Regions from separate parts of the Rattus norvegicus genome. Here region 2 is linked to region 1. A link is a contact called in public Hi-C data. All regions are on one chromosome and are shown on one strand. Each heading gives the region's core, a stretch centred on a gene start, on an enhancer-like site or on the middle of the called end of the contact. The rest is flanking DNA. Distances are from core to core; before and after follow the strand shown.

Evidence for each region. Hi-C and Micro-C count contacts between places; a contact is called where the count stands out from the background.
Region 2: a contact with region 1 is called in a Hi-C map of liver, with 3 times the contacts expected there. The contact joins the promoter of Ube2d2 here to the promoter of Matr3 in region 1. A contact is called at or near these places in 2 of 12 Hi-C or Micro-C datasets (both in liver).

What each region holds. Positions count from the first base shown.
Region 1 is chr18:27,433,823-27,440,253 of GRCr8, forward strand. It overlaps Matr3 (matrin 3), which reads left to right and starts at 4,002. Exons shown (of 15, transcript NM_019149.3): 1 at 4,002-4,065.
Region 2 is chr18:27,634,424-27,640,854 of GRCr8, forward strand. Ube2d2 (ubiquitin-conjugating enzyme E2D 2) reads left to right here and starts at 3,976. Exons shown (of 7, transcript NM_001393772.1): 1 at 3,976-4,403. The coding sequence starts at 4,380.

The DNA of each region.
Region 1 (6,431 bases), core at 2,752-5,251:
CCTGGGGGTTTCAATGCCATAGATAATGCAACTAAAGTAATTTAATGGGATTTACTAATTGATAAATGGAGTTAATTAGTCACTACTTATCCCAGTTGTCCTTTAGGTCCTGCTAAATTCAAGTTGAATCATTAAAGCATTCAAAACAACTTACACTGTTTTATTATTTTGTGGGGGAAAGTTGAGGAGACAGTTTATCAGTTAAAGGGCCTGCTTGCTCTTCCAGAGGACCCTAGGGTTCAATGCCAACCATCCACAGGGTAGATCACAATCATCTTTAACTAAAGACCCAGGGGATCTGATGAGTGTTCCTGGTGCCTATGAGGTTGAGAGATGCCCTAGAACTGAAGGTTAAACTGGGATGTGAGTCACTGTGGGTGCTCAGAACTAAACCTGGGTACTGAAGAAGGGCAACAGGTAGTGTTGGCAAATTGCTCTGAACATGTTTTATGTCCCACATCTGTATACATTAAAGGGAACAAGTTAAGAATAAGTAGGCATGGGGTTGGGGATTTAGCTCAGTGGTAGATAGAGCACTTGCCTAGCAAGCGTAAGGCCCTGGGTTCAGTCCCCAGCTCCGAAAAAAAAGTAGGCGACTAGTGCAGCCATTAATAATGGCCATTCATTACTTTGACACAGTTTAAACTTTTTTTTTAATTTTTATTTAATGTATATTACAGATGGTTGTGAGCCACCACGTGGTTGCTGGGATTTGAACTCAGGACCTCTGGAAGAGCTATCAGTGCTCTTAACCACTGAGCCATCTCTCCAGCCCTAGACACGGTTTAAACAAGTGACATCTTTCTTGAAATGTTGGGCCAAGTCTCGATTACAATTAGAAAAAACCCAGAGGGATAAATTCTAGAGATCCCAGTGGGACACAAAAAAAGCCTCTCTAGCCCCTAGGAATCTGCACAGAAGGAAAGGGCAGGTGAGAGCAACTAATTAAGGACTTGAAAAGAGTGGAAATGACTCTTGGGGCTTGTGAATGGCTCCCATAAATGGAGCTGTGAGCAACTCTTAGGAGAACAGTCTCACTGAGCTAATGAACTAATGCTTGAGGTTTTTACCTAGCAGCACCCTTGCCCTAACTGAAGGAAATCAGTTTGCCGCCTTGCTTTCAGGTTAGCCTGAAAAGGAAATCAAGCAAACAGCCATTCATTGTATAAAAGTAACGTCAGCGTTCCCAGTTCTTTCTCTGGGATAGGTTTCTGGGCTGGGATCTATCCATTAGCAGCCAAGGTTATACACGGTGAGACCTCATTAAAAGGTTTCTGTCTGGGCAGTTTTCCCAGCCTCTGGAGGAGAAGGTACAATGACCAGAAGTCTGTGTGTTGAGTGTGCTACCTGGCTCCCCTTTACCTGGCAATTGGTGAGAGTTGTCCAATCTGACCGATTGACAAGGAAGATCCTGTAGGTAAAGTTAATCTTCATGGACAGTTGCTGGGGATGGATCATGGGGCCATGTGCTTGTACCTTCTCTATAATCACTTAGACGTGTTGGATGCTTTGCTTTAAAGGTTATGTTAATGATACAGAGTTCCTGAGGGTGTGAATGCCGAACTGTAGGAGGAGCATTTGTCAACCACCTCTTCAAGGTTTCCTGAAACTGAGCTTCGGTCCTCTACAAAAACACCACACACTTAATTGCCAAATCATTCTCCCACTACCTAAGCTGCTGCTTTGTGTTTTTGAGTAAGAGGCTCTTGCTGAGTACTGCAGTTACAGGCATGGTAAACCTCCTGCTTCGTATAAGATATACACATTTCCCCATTCTGGGGAGATTGAACCCAGGACCATTTTAAGGCAATGAATAAAACTACTAGACTCCTAATTCAACGGGAGGAAAGACCATTGGTGTTTGTGGCTAAGTTCATGGCAGATTATATTAAAGATAAATAAATGTAAAATTATGGTGACTAACCAAAACTCACCTGTCTTGGTATGTAGGACTCTTGAACCTCCAGCCTTACAGACCTGCAGACACTGCCTCAGTTATGTTGAGGACTGAACCTCAGCACAAAGCTTCAAGTAACCGACTGGCTGAACTACATCCCCAACTTTTGTCAAATCTGACAGTAATTACTGAATTGGAGACTGGATTCAGTCACAGGGTTTTATGAGATGCTGGGTTCAATCCCCTTGGAAATATGAAATATACTGTCCTTCCTTGCAACATATTATAAATCCCTGTGTTTAATCTGCAATCCCCCAAAATACATTGATAATGTGTTTCCTATACTTACCAGATAAATATGGTATGGATGTGATTTCTGTAAGGCAGGGTCTTAATCTAGACTGCTCTCGCACTTGCCTCAGTTGGGGTTGCAGGCTTAAGGCAAATGCTTTAATGCATTTTGTCCTACACAGATGCATTTCCTGGTTGGAAAGCCTTATTTCCAGGTCAGGTCCTGAGCCTTCCACTCTTAAAGCTTGACATTGGAAAATCCCATCATATATCTGCACCAGGCTGGTCACCTAGACCTTTAAAAACTCTTAGCAATTTTTCCTGCTTTGAAGGCTTTATTCTTACCATCCCTGGTGGAGGCCACACCACTGAAGCCCAAATAAGAGTCCCTGCTCATAGCCTAACCCTCCTTAAGGCCAAATGTCTGCCTCATCAGAGGATGGTCTTCCTAACTTTGTATCCCCAAGCTATTAAAATGTACTTTATGAATACAATCTTCCAAATCGTTTTTGTGATGAATCTCCTAGGACCAGTAATTTGTCTTCCACTATACTACAGATCTTCAATAAAAAAGTGTTTGATTTCTTTGAAATCAAGAGATGCCATTAGAGTTTTGCAAATGTTTGATAAAGTGTATTGTGACTTGAAATTTGACAGGGAGATCTTGGTATTTCAATGACCGTTGAGTCTTGTTATCACTTGAAACCATGATCTTGGTTATAGCTTTTATTCCTGTCCTCCAACACAGAGTTTAACTTGTTCCACATATAATTGTCAGAAAAAACTAAAATTGATTAATACCCTTGTCCCCCAACAAAACTTTAAATTTCATCTCTATTCTGATGTCTTTAGAGACATTTCTATTAGTGACTTCTATAGTAGTTTGTTTCCTTTTTCCAGCCTCCCCTTATGTAAGATGTCTCTCTGCCAATTGTATTTAATAGCTATGGCTTCTGTCATAACGAACTGATTTCTGTTTCTGCAGTCCTCATTGAACCCTGTTTTCCTTTAATACAACATCTATTAGTCAAGTTGCTAACTGGGAGGCTGAGCCTTGCATCTTTTAAACTGTCAAAATGATCTGGTTTTGCATAAGTAGCATTGCCACCCCACAGAAAGCTGCCCATAGCTATGTAGGAAGATTCTCTGCCTTCCAAATTCTAAGTTCTTGGAGGGTGTTTTTAGCCTGCTGGACTTTATATTATCTCAAAACGGGAGAATCGTGGATTTTATAAATGACCAGCATCTCAGCTCCCAGGCCCTTAGCCATTAGGAGCAGAAACTCTGGTTAAATAACTAAAACTTTATTTTTCCTCACTCTCACTCTTCCTTCCGCTCTTCCCCTCTCTCTCTCTCTCTCTCTCTCTCTCTCTCTCTCTCTCTCTCTCTCTCTCTCTCTCTCCCCCTCTCTTCCTCTCCTGGCTTGACACGATAAAAAAAAAAAAATAACTAAAACTTTAGTTCATTCTGGTTACATGTCCTCATTGGAGAATGTAGAGAGTCCCACCTAACGCTGCTAACTTATATTTTGCAGCATTATGTAGATGTTGAGATGCAGAGCATTTTTCAGAGAGGTATTCGAACCTGTAGACTATCTGGTGCCACCTTCCCGCCTTCGCGGGAAGAGGGAACGTTCCTAAGCCTTGGAGAACAACGCGGGCCGCGTGGGTGTCAGGTGCCCACCCCACGCAGGAGGAGGGGCCTAGCGCGTGCCGAACTAGAACTGGGGCGGGGGTGGGAACGGGCGCTCTCGCGAGATTTGGTTCTCGTTCAGTCACCACCTCCTGCCAGCGCCGTTGCTGCGGGGGATTGTGGGAGCCTCCGCGTCCCGCTCGCTGAGAGAGGTATCTCTCCTTTTCCCTCTCCCTTCCCCTAAGGTAGGCGTGAAGAGGGTAAGAGTCCGGGTGGGTGGCTGGGGGCTCTCTGCGTCTTTTCAGAGCCGGACGGCCGCCGTGGCTGAGGCTGTAGGGAGCTGGCACGCCGCTCCTGCTCTCTCCGGCTCGTCCGTTCTGCCTCCTTCGGCGCTGCGTATGTGAGCCGCCCGAGCGGCGGCCGCCATGTTAGGAGTGTAGTGGCGGCGCAGCCTGCCTCCTCGGGCGGCGGAGGTGAGCAGTTGTAGTGGAAGGTACGCAGCCAGGCAGCGGCCCGGGATGCTGCGGGAGAGCCGAGGGGCCGGAGGTGTGCTTGTCCGCCGAGCGTCCTGCGCCCTAGACTCGCAGTGGGCGGGGGCGGGACGAGCCCGTTACACGCGGGCCGCGGCGCTGAGGAGGAGGGAGGAGCGTTCGAAGCCTGAGGGACCGACCGACCGTCCACTGGGGCCTGCCATTTGAGGAGGATAGTTAAAGCTAAGTAAAAGTCCGTGGGAGCGCAGGTCCCGTATAGTGCGTTTGCCGTTTTTCCTCTGAAAAAGTACCCAAAATGGAGGATTTCGTAGGATGTGAAAAGCTTGCGTGTTTTGACCAACGTTTCTTTCTCCGGCGTCAAAATTCTGCCATTCCTCATCCACCGCCTTGTATTGCCCCATTCCCAAGACTCCCGCGTCCCTCGCCCGCGCGCGTTTTAGCCAGACATCTGGAACAATTCCTCCCCACCCCCACCCCCACCCCCACCCCCCCGCAGTTGCGTAAAAATGGCCGAAAATGAAACGTTAACGCTAGGATTTTGAATTGCGTCTTTGGTAAAGCTCTTTGCATGCTAGGTTATTTGTTTATTTAATCAGTTCCCACACATTTCTTTTCACTATTAAAATAGTCCAGGTTCCTCTGGACAGGATCGTGTGTTGTGGGACCTTCCGGTTTTCAGACAAAGGGTTTGGAGAACCGTGGTTTTGTAGTCCTTCAATCTTTTCACTGATAGTGCTTTGCCATGCTTTTGTGTTTTTCTTTTACCGTAGGTGTTTGTTCCTTAGGCGGGTTTCCTGTTCTGTGAGTGTCTTGTGGAATAGCCCCTTCTGTGGAATATTTCTATATTGGATAGGTTACAGTTATTTATCTAGACGTTTCTAGAAGGTCTAGATGTGGTTCTGTAATTTCTAGTCTTTCTGGAGCCCTGAAATTTCGTGTCGCTGGTTTCATAGGAAATGTTCGTAGGATTTTTTTTTTAATTTGATGCTGCGTGCTGCATATTTAAATGGGCTAACTTGTCAGTCGGCCCAACATGTTTCGCCCAGGTAAATTTAGACTTGACTATGCGGGCAAAATTTAATTATATCTTAGGCGGTTTTCCATAGGTGTTGAAAAAGCTCCTAATTGCTGGGCGTAATGACGAATATCTGTAATAAATAGCGTCACTCAAGAGAACAAGCAGGAGAATTGCCCTGACTTAGGGCCAGTCTGGGTGATAACAAGATTGTCTCAAAACATTATTGTACTAGCAGTTAAGTCACTCCGCGTTATGTAGATTTCTTTTCGAGACAGCTGGAGGCTGTTTTTGAGTGGCTGTACCTCTTGTCTTAACTTCCTTAGAGCTGAATTACCTACAGGCTTGTGCCACCACGCCCTGCCAGTTCTCTTCATAACTTTTGAACATTAGCATTTCAGGAATTTAGAAGGGAGGAGAAAGTGTTTTACTGCAAAAAACCCCAAGGTTGCCTTTGCACTTAAATGTTTTTACCAACGCAGATGTCACCAAAGTACTACGAGAAGATTAATCTGGTTGGTTATATAATCCTTAAAAAACATAGTTTTTGCCCAACAGGTAACAGGTTTTGCATTGAGATTAAAGAAGGAGTGCAGTGATAATATATCGTACATAATTGTGGAAGTATCATGGTTCACATAAATGCTGTGGTAGAAGAGAGATTAAGTCTTTTTTTTTTTTTTTTTGAGACAGTTTTTTTTTTTTTTTCTAGAATTAGACCAGGCTGGCTTCGAACTCACAAGAAAGAGATTGACCTGCTGCTGCCTCCTGAGCACTGAAGTTAAATGATGTTCATTACCATTCCCAGCTTGAGAATTTAAGTCTTAATTTTATAATGACAATGCTACCAGTGTGGCCCTTAAAAAATAGTCCTTAAAATGGAAAGGTTGCACTTAAAGGAATTTATCCTAACAGTCAGATTGTGTTTGGTAAACATTAATAATGGCGGTTTTAAAGAATGCTATTTTAACTTGATTGAGTTGAGTGGTTTCACTCTTAATCAGTTATGAACAAAGGTTCGGGGCTTGTTGGTAGGCACATAAAATTTGACTCTGAAAACTTCAGTTTGTTGGGGGGATCTGTGTTATTTCGAAATGGAAATCTA
Region 2 (6,431 bases), core at 2,726-5,225, 200 kb after region 1:
ATAGGTGTGTGTCACACCTGCCTTTCTTGGTGTCTTGGTTGGAGACGGCCTGGGCTGGCCTTGAACTATAGATATTCCTGCGTCTGCCGATGGAGGACTGGGATTGTACCATACATGTACCACTGTGCTTCAGTTCATACCTTCCTGATACAGCAACATCATGTCTAGTGAATGCTAAGGAGGCACTGCTGGAGCTTTATAAGGATTAACACTGACTCCCTATTACATCATTAGCAACACTCCCCCCAGACACCTGAGGTATTGCTTCGAACCTACTGTGTAGCCTAGGATGACCTGGGGCTTCTGAGTCTCCTTCCTCCACCCCCTAAGGACCAGAAATAAAAATGTATACCATTTTAAATGTATACCATCTTTCTCTTAGGTAGGGCTTCGGCTCGTAGCCAGGGCTTCGTGCCTGGTAGGAAATGCTCTGCCAACCGAGTACATTCACTAGACCAACCATTACGCTGTATTTATTTTAGGTTGACAGAAGTTTTCTTGGGAAAATGAAGACAACGTTCTATCTTGTACTTCCATTTTATCTATTTTTAAAGTTTTACTAGTTCTTTGAAAGTTGTACACAATGTTTTTGTTCAGTTTTGGGAGAGAGTCTCCTTTTGTAGCTCTGGCTGTCCTGGAACTCTCTATGTAGATCCTTGAACTCACAGAGATCTATCTATCAGCCTCTGCCTCTAGGACTAAAGGGGTACACCACTATAACTATCACACCAGGCCGAGCAATGTGTTTAGAATGTATTCCTGCCTGCTCCCCAAACTCTTCCTTTCCCCTTTCATTCAATTTTCTCTCTCTTTTTTTTTTTTTTTTTTTTGGTTCTTTTTTTCGGAGCTGGGGACCGAACCCAGGGCCTTGCGCTTCCTAGGTAAGCGCTCTACCACTGAGCTAAATCCCCAGCCCCGATTTTCTCTTTTTTTAAACCATCAAAACCAATTTGTACTGCTCAACTATCCTTGGCTGTGTGATGTCACCTTTCACTGAGGATCTTGTCAGTGACTGCCATCTTCTATCAGCTAACAACTGTCAATGACTCCACAGCTTGGCTGTGGTGGGGATTAGTGACCAGTTACTCTCTATGCTGGGATTTGATCTGTTTTGGCTTGGCCAGGTATTGTAGATGCTGTCACAGACACCATGAGGTCATATGTGCAGCTCCTCTTGTATCCAGAAGACACTGTTTTCTTTGGAGTCATCCATTGTTTCTGACTCTTATACTTTTTCTGCCTCCTCTTCTGTAGTGGGAGGGGGGAATGGGGAATATAAGTTTCATTTTGAGCTGGGCACTCCTAATTCTCTTATTTTTTGTACCTTGGCCGGTTGTGGCCATCTCCTGCAAATAGAAGCTTCTCTGATAAGGGCTGATAGACGCGTTAATTTATGGGAATAACCTAAGTCATTAGGAGTTAGATTAATACTATGTCCTTAAGACAAAAATAATAGTAGCTTCTCCCCAAGGGCCTAGACTGGGGTGTGAGAGACAGAGGTGATAGACAGCACATACCTGGAATCCAGCACACAGTGGGTAGAGCCGGGATAATGAAGTACTCAAGGGCACTCCCAAGTACATAGTTTGAAGCTAGATTGAGACCCTGATTAAATGTCGTATAGCAATTTCCTCTGAAGTTCATTAAGTTCTGGGGACTTCTAAGGAGGCACATTAAGACTGGGAATTCTAACGGAAAATGCTTTAAAGCTCAGAAAGCAGCTAGCTGTGGTGGTGCGCACCTGTAATTCAGCACTCAGGAGGCAGAGGTAGGTAGATCTTTGTGAGTTTGAGGTCAGCCTAGTCTATATAGCAAGTTCTAGAACAGCCAGGGCTACATAGTGAGGCCCTCCCTTCAAACCAACCAACCAACCAACCAAAAACAACTTGGAGAGTAAACAACCCAGGAGTCTTAGGAAGTCCCTGAAACTGACCAGATACACAAGGCTGCCCCCACCCTAAGAATATATAAAGACTTGGAGGAGACAGACCAACTGAGCTTCTTGGAAGAAGGCACTAGAGACCTATAAGGAACAAAGACCAGTGTACACCCTAGGATATATTCCAAGTTATGAAGCTGCCTGCAAGTCATACAGTAAGTTCCAGGGCTTTACAAAGCTGCCACTGTGCTGGGATAGGCTTTCAGAAATGCAGCTGCCTTTGGGTCACCCCTGCTCCTCTAAGTAATCCCAAGGAAACGCATTGGTTCACCATGTTGGACTTCGTTAGTATTCTTACTTTGGTCTGTAGTCAGTTCTTTATCCAAAGTGAGTTAAATATCCATTAAATGTCTCCTACCCACACACCCTTATTTTTAATAATAAGGCTAGAAACTACTTAAAACCTTCTTTTTTTTTTTTTTTTTTGAAACAGCTTTTTTTTTTTCCCCCCCCGGAGCTGGGGACTGAACCCAGGGCCTTACGCTTCCTAGGCAAGCGCTCTACCACTGAGCTAAATCCCCAACCCCGGAAACAGCTTTTGAAAACAACTATTTGGGCTGGAGAGATGGCTCAGTTGTTAAGAGCACCGACTGCTCTTCCCAAGGTCCTGAGTTCAAATCCCAGCAACCACATGGTGGCTCACAACCATCTGAAACAAGTCTGATGCCCTCTTCTGGTGTGTCTGAAGATAGCAACAGTGTAATCATAATATATAATAAATAAATAAAATATTTAACAAAAAAAAGAAAACAACTATTTTATTTTTATGTATGTATTTCTCTGAGTGCACATGAGTACAGAGGCCATAGGTGTTGGAAACCCTAGGGCTGGAGTCACAGGTAATTTTAATTCTGAGGTGGGTGCTGGAAACCAACCTCTTATCCTCTGCAAGAGCAATGTGTACCGTTAACCATTGAACAATCTCTCTTGTACCTAGAAACAGCATTTTAAAAAAAAAGTTTCCCGAAATGGGCTCAGTAAAATACATGTCATCTTTTTTGAAGTTACATTCGTGAGGGTAAGTACTGCCTGCGTGTGTACCTGTGCTTGGATGCGGAGGTCACGGGATAACTTGGAATAGGTTCTCTCCTTTCCTCAAGTCGGTCTCAGGGATCCAACTCAGGTCACCAGGCTCAGCAGCAAACACCATCACCCACAAAGCTATAGACAACTCCTATTTTGCTTTTTAAGTACAAAAATGTCATCATCACGAAAAAAATTACAAATCAGACATGAAGGCATTTTTGTGCCTCTTTCTTCACATTTCAAAAAGACTTGGGCCTACATAATGTCCCTCCTCATACAGAACCTCTAACTTACAGATTCTGTGTGACTGACTAACTAAGGTTTTTGCCTTTGGGGGTCCACCTCTCTAAGGAGAGGTGATCGACTTTGCCACTTGTTATGAAACCTTGCCAAAAATCCTTTTTGTATTTCTTCATTCTACACGGCCTATTTCCTAACGCTAACAAGTCAGTGGTTGCGTATATAACATTCGAGTCATGTCCAGCTGAGGTCTTTTTTTGCGGGGGACGGGCAGTCTCAGGGCTCCCTGTGCAAGCAAGTTCTAGGACCCTCTTTTTTGGGTGGCAGTGAGGCTGAAGAGTTGTGTGACCTTAGAAAAGTCCCTTTCTTTTTCAGGAAAGTGACAGTCGGATTAGTTACTTCCAAGTCTGATGGTGATTAAACAATGTGGAAAACCCGTGCCTTTAAGCGTTTCTCGTTCTTTGAAGGCGCAGGCACACAGGGTACCAGAAGCTGACTTCAGGCCTTGGCGGGAGGAGGGGGCGTCTAGAACCCGCGCCTAAACTCTCGCGAGATCTCCTGCCTCGCGACGTCATCCCCTCTGCGGCTGTGCCTGCGCCGGCGCCTGCGCAGGCGCGTACGGTACTGGCAGGGGCGGCCCGTATCCCTCCGCCGCCGGCGCGGCCCGGCCCTCCCTCCCAGGCCCGCCAATCCCGGAGCCTCCCGACCTGTCCCTCGGTCTGGGCCCACCCCGCGCTCCGGCAGCCCCACCCCGGCGGCGCCGCCCGCCCGCGCGTCCCTTAGTCCACCTGCACCAGGCAGGAAAGCAGGCTTCCCTGGCTTCGCCACCGTAAGTCGCTCGGCGATCCTGGAGCTTGGGGCTCTTCCTCCCAGGCGGAGGGATCCACGGCAGCCGAGGAGGCGGCGCTGAGCCTACGAGGAAGAGGCAGGCTACGGCGGCGGCGGCTGTGGCAGCAGCGCATAAAGGGGCCGCCGCCGGGTGATGCGGTGACCGCTGCGGCAGGCCCAGAAGCTGAGTGGGCCTCGGCCCTCAGCTCGTCGTATCCGCGCTCCGGAGCTCCCCGTTCTCCGGTCGACTCGCGACCGCTCGGGCGGTCTCAAGCCCCTTAGCCCCTTCCCCGTCCCTCCCCCGTCCCCGTCCCCGCCCCGGGGCCAGCCGCCACCGTTTCCCACCATGGCTCTGAAGAGAATCCACAAGGTAAGCGGCCAGGGGTTTACTGTGGGAATGGGCCGCTGGGCGGGCCCGCTGAATAGGCTGCGGCCTGCACTTCCCGCGGTCGCCTCCACTGGGCTCGCGGCGTCTGGTTCCTTCTGCCGGCGCCGGCCCCAGGGGGCGGCCTTCACACCCCACTCCCAGAGATGGCGCCCAGGGAGGCCCGGGCACGGGGCCCTTGCTTAGGCCGAAGTTGCTCTTGTCTTCGCAGCCTTCATCCCCGACGCCCTTCCAGGCCTCCCTTCAGCCTGAGACTTGATGCTCTCTGGGGCTATTGTCCGGCCGAGAAAGGACTTGGGGCGGCGTAGGGCGGGTGGGGGGCAGGGGTGGAGCGGCTGGTAGTTGGGCGGCCCTGTGATCCGAGGTCGATAGGACTGCTCGCCCAGTCCGTCCCCCTACTCTGGCGCCCTTCAAGAGCTGCCTGAGATCGAGGACATAGTCAGGCCGACCAGAGGGCCCATTTGCTCGATCCACGAATGTTCTTTTGAGTTCACTTAACTCTGGGTCAGCTAGCTGGTCACGAAAGTCCACCTTACTGGTCTAGAAAGTGGAGTAGGAAGTCCGAGGTAAGAAAATGCCACTCGGGGAGAGGAGGGAATTAAGTGGAGAAGGGTTTTATTCCTTGGGATTGGTGTATGTCTTCAGAAACTAACCCTTCAGTTTTGCAGGATTGGATCTAGTGGAACAACTGGTAGACAGTAGAAGCCATTCGGTTCAGAAAAAAACCGAACTTTGAAAACCGCCAGAGAAATCCCTTTCACAGATTTCTCCCAAAATGATTTTAATGCTGAAATTAGATGCAATGTTCGAGAAGACTCCCCGATTTAGAAGGGATTTTGCTCTATTTTTGGTTAGAAATAATTTCTTAACTCTTTTAAGTGAAAGGTTATCCATTTATTTAATAAATAATGAGATTTAACACTGTGGAGAGCATTGACTTCGATTCAAATTTAGGGCACCCTGATGTTAACTTCTTAGTATCACTTAGTGATACTTTTCTTTCCTCTTGGAAATAGGAAGTTACCCCCTGATGAGTTTTGCTTGGTGTTTTATTTGGCTCCTCAGATGGGCTATATTAAATCATTATCATATGAGTAAGTGGCTGGACCTGGGATTACCCCTAACGACCGGTGGGATAAGAATGCAAAAGAATGGAGGATGAAGTAAACACAGAATGACGAGTAGACTGTTCAGTAACTGGTCCTCATTTATTCTTCATTCAAGACCTTGTGGAATTAATTCCTTTCCTTACTGTGAATTAGCATCTTACAACTTTTGTTTTCTTTGATTTCTTAGAACTCAAAGGGCAGACTTTAGATAGTAAATCTTGTACTAAAATGAAGGGCCATTGCTCAAGTTTGAACTTTAACGAAAGAAAAACAGTGTAAGGGATAAGAACAAAGTAAAAGATAAACATCCAAGTAACATGTATATATATATTTCTAAGACTTTAGTAGTCTTTATGGAGTCTAATTGAAAGTTACCAGTTTGAATAGTGTTGAGTTAGACCTGTAAAGAATGCCTACCAAAGATGGGGAAAGGGGAGTTTGGTTTGTGATAATTTGTAGAGATACTTCTTTTTTAAAAGGTAGAGTCTCACTAGCTCTGGCTGGCTTGGAACTTTTAACTCTGGCTGCCCTCAACTCCAAGACCCACTTGCCTCTGTCTTTGGAGTGCTGAGATTATACCATCAAGTTAATAGCTTTTAGTGTTTATATTAATATCTGTGCTATACAGACTTCTTCAGAGATGACACTGACTCAAAACATACATTTAAATCTTAGAATAACATTTGTCCTCCTAATATAGTTTCTGTTGCTGTGTTTTGTTTTGTTTTCTCTTCTCTGTGTAACAGCTCTGGCTGTGTGCTGGTCTCAAACTCTCAAATCTGCTTGCCCCTCTGCCTTCCCAGTGCCAGGAGTAAGTGTGTGCATCACCACAGCCTTCTCCTGTTGCTGTTTTTGAGTTAGGCTGTCACTGCTGGTATTGGTCCTGAGTCCTGGGATTCAGGCA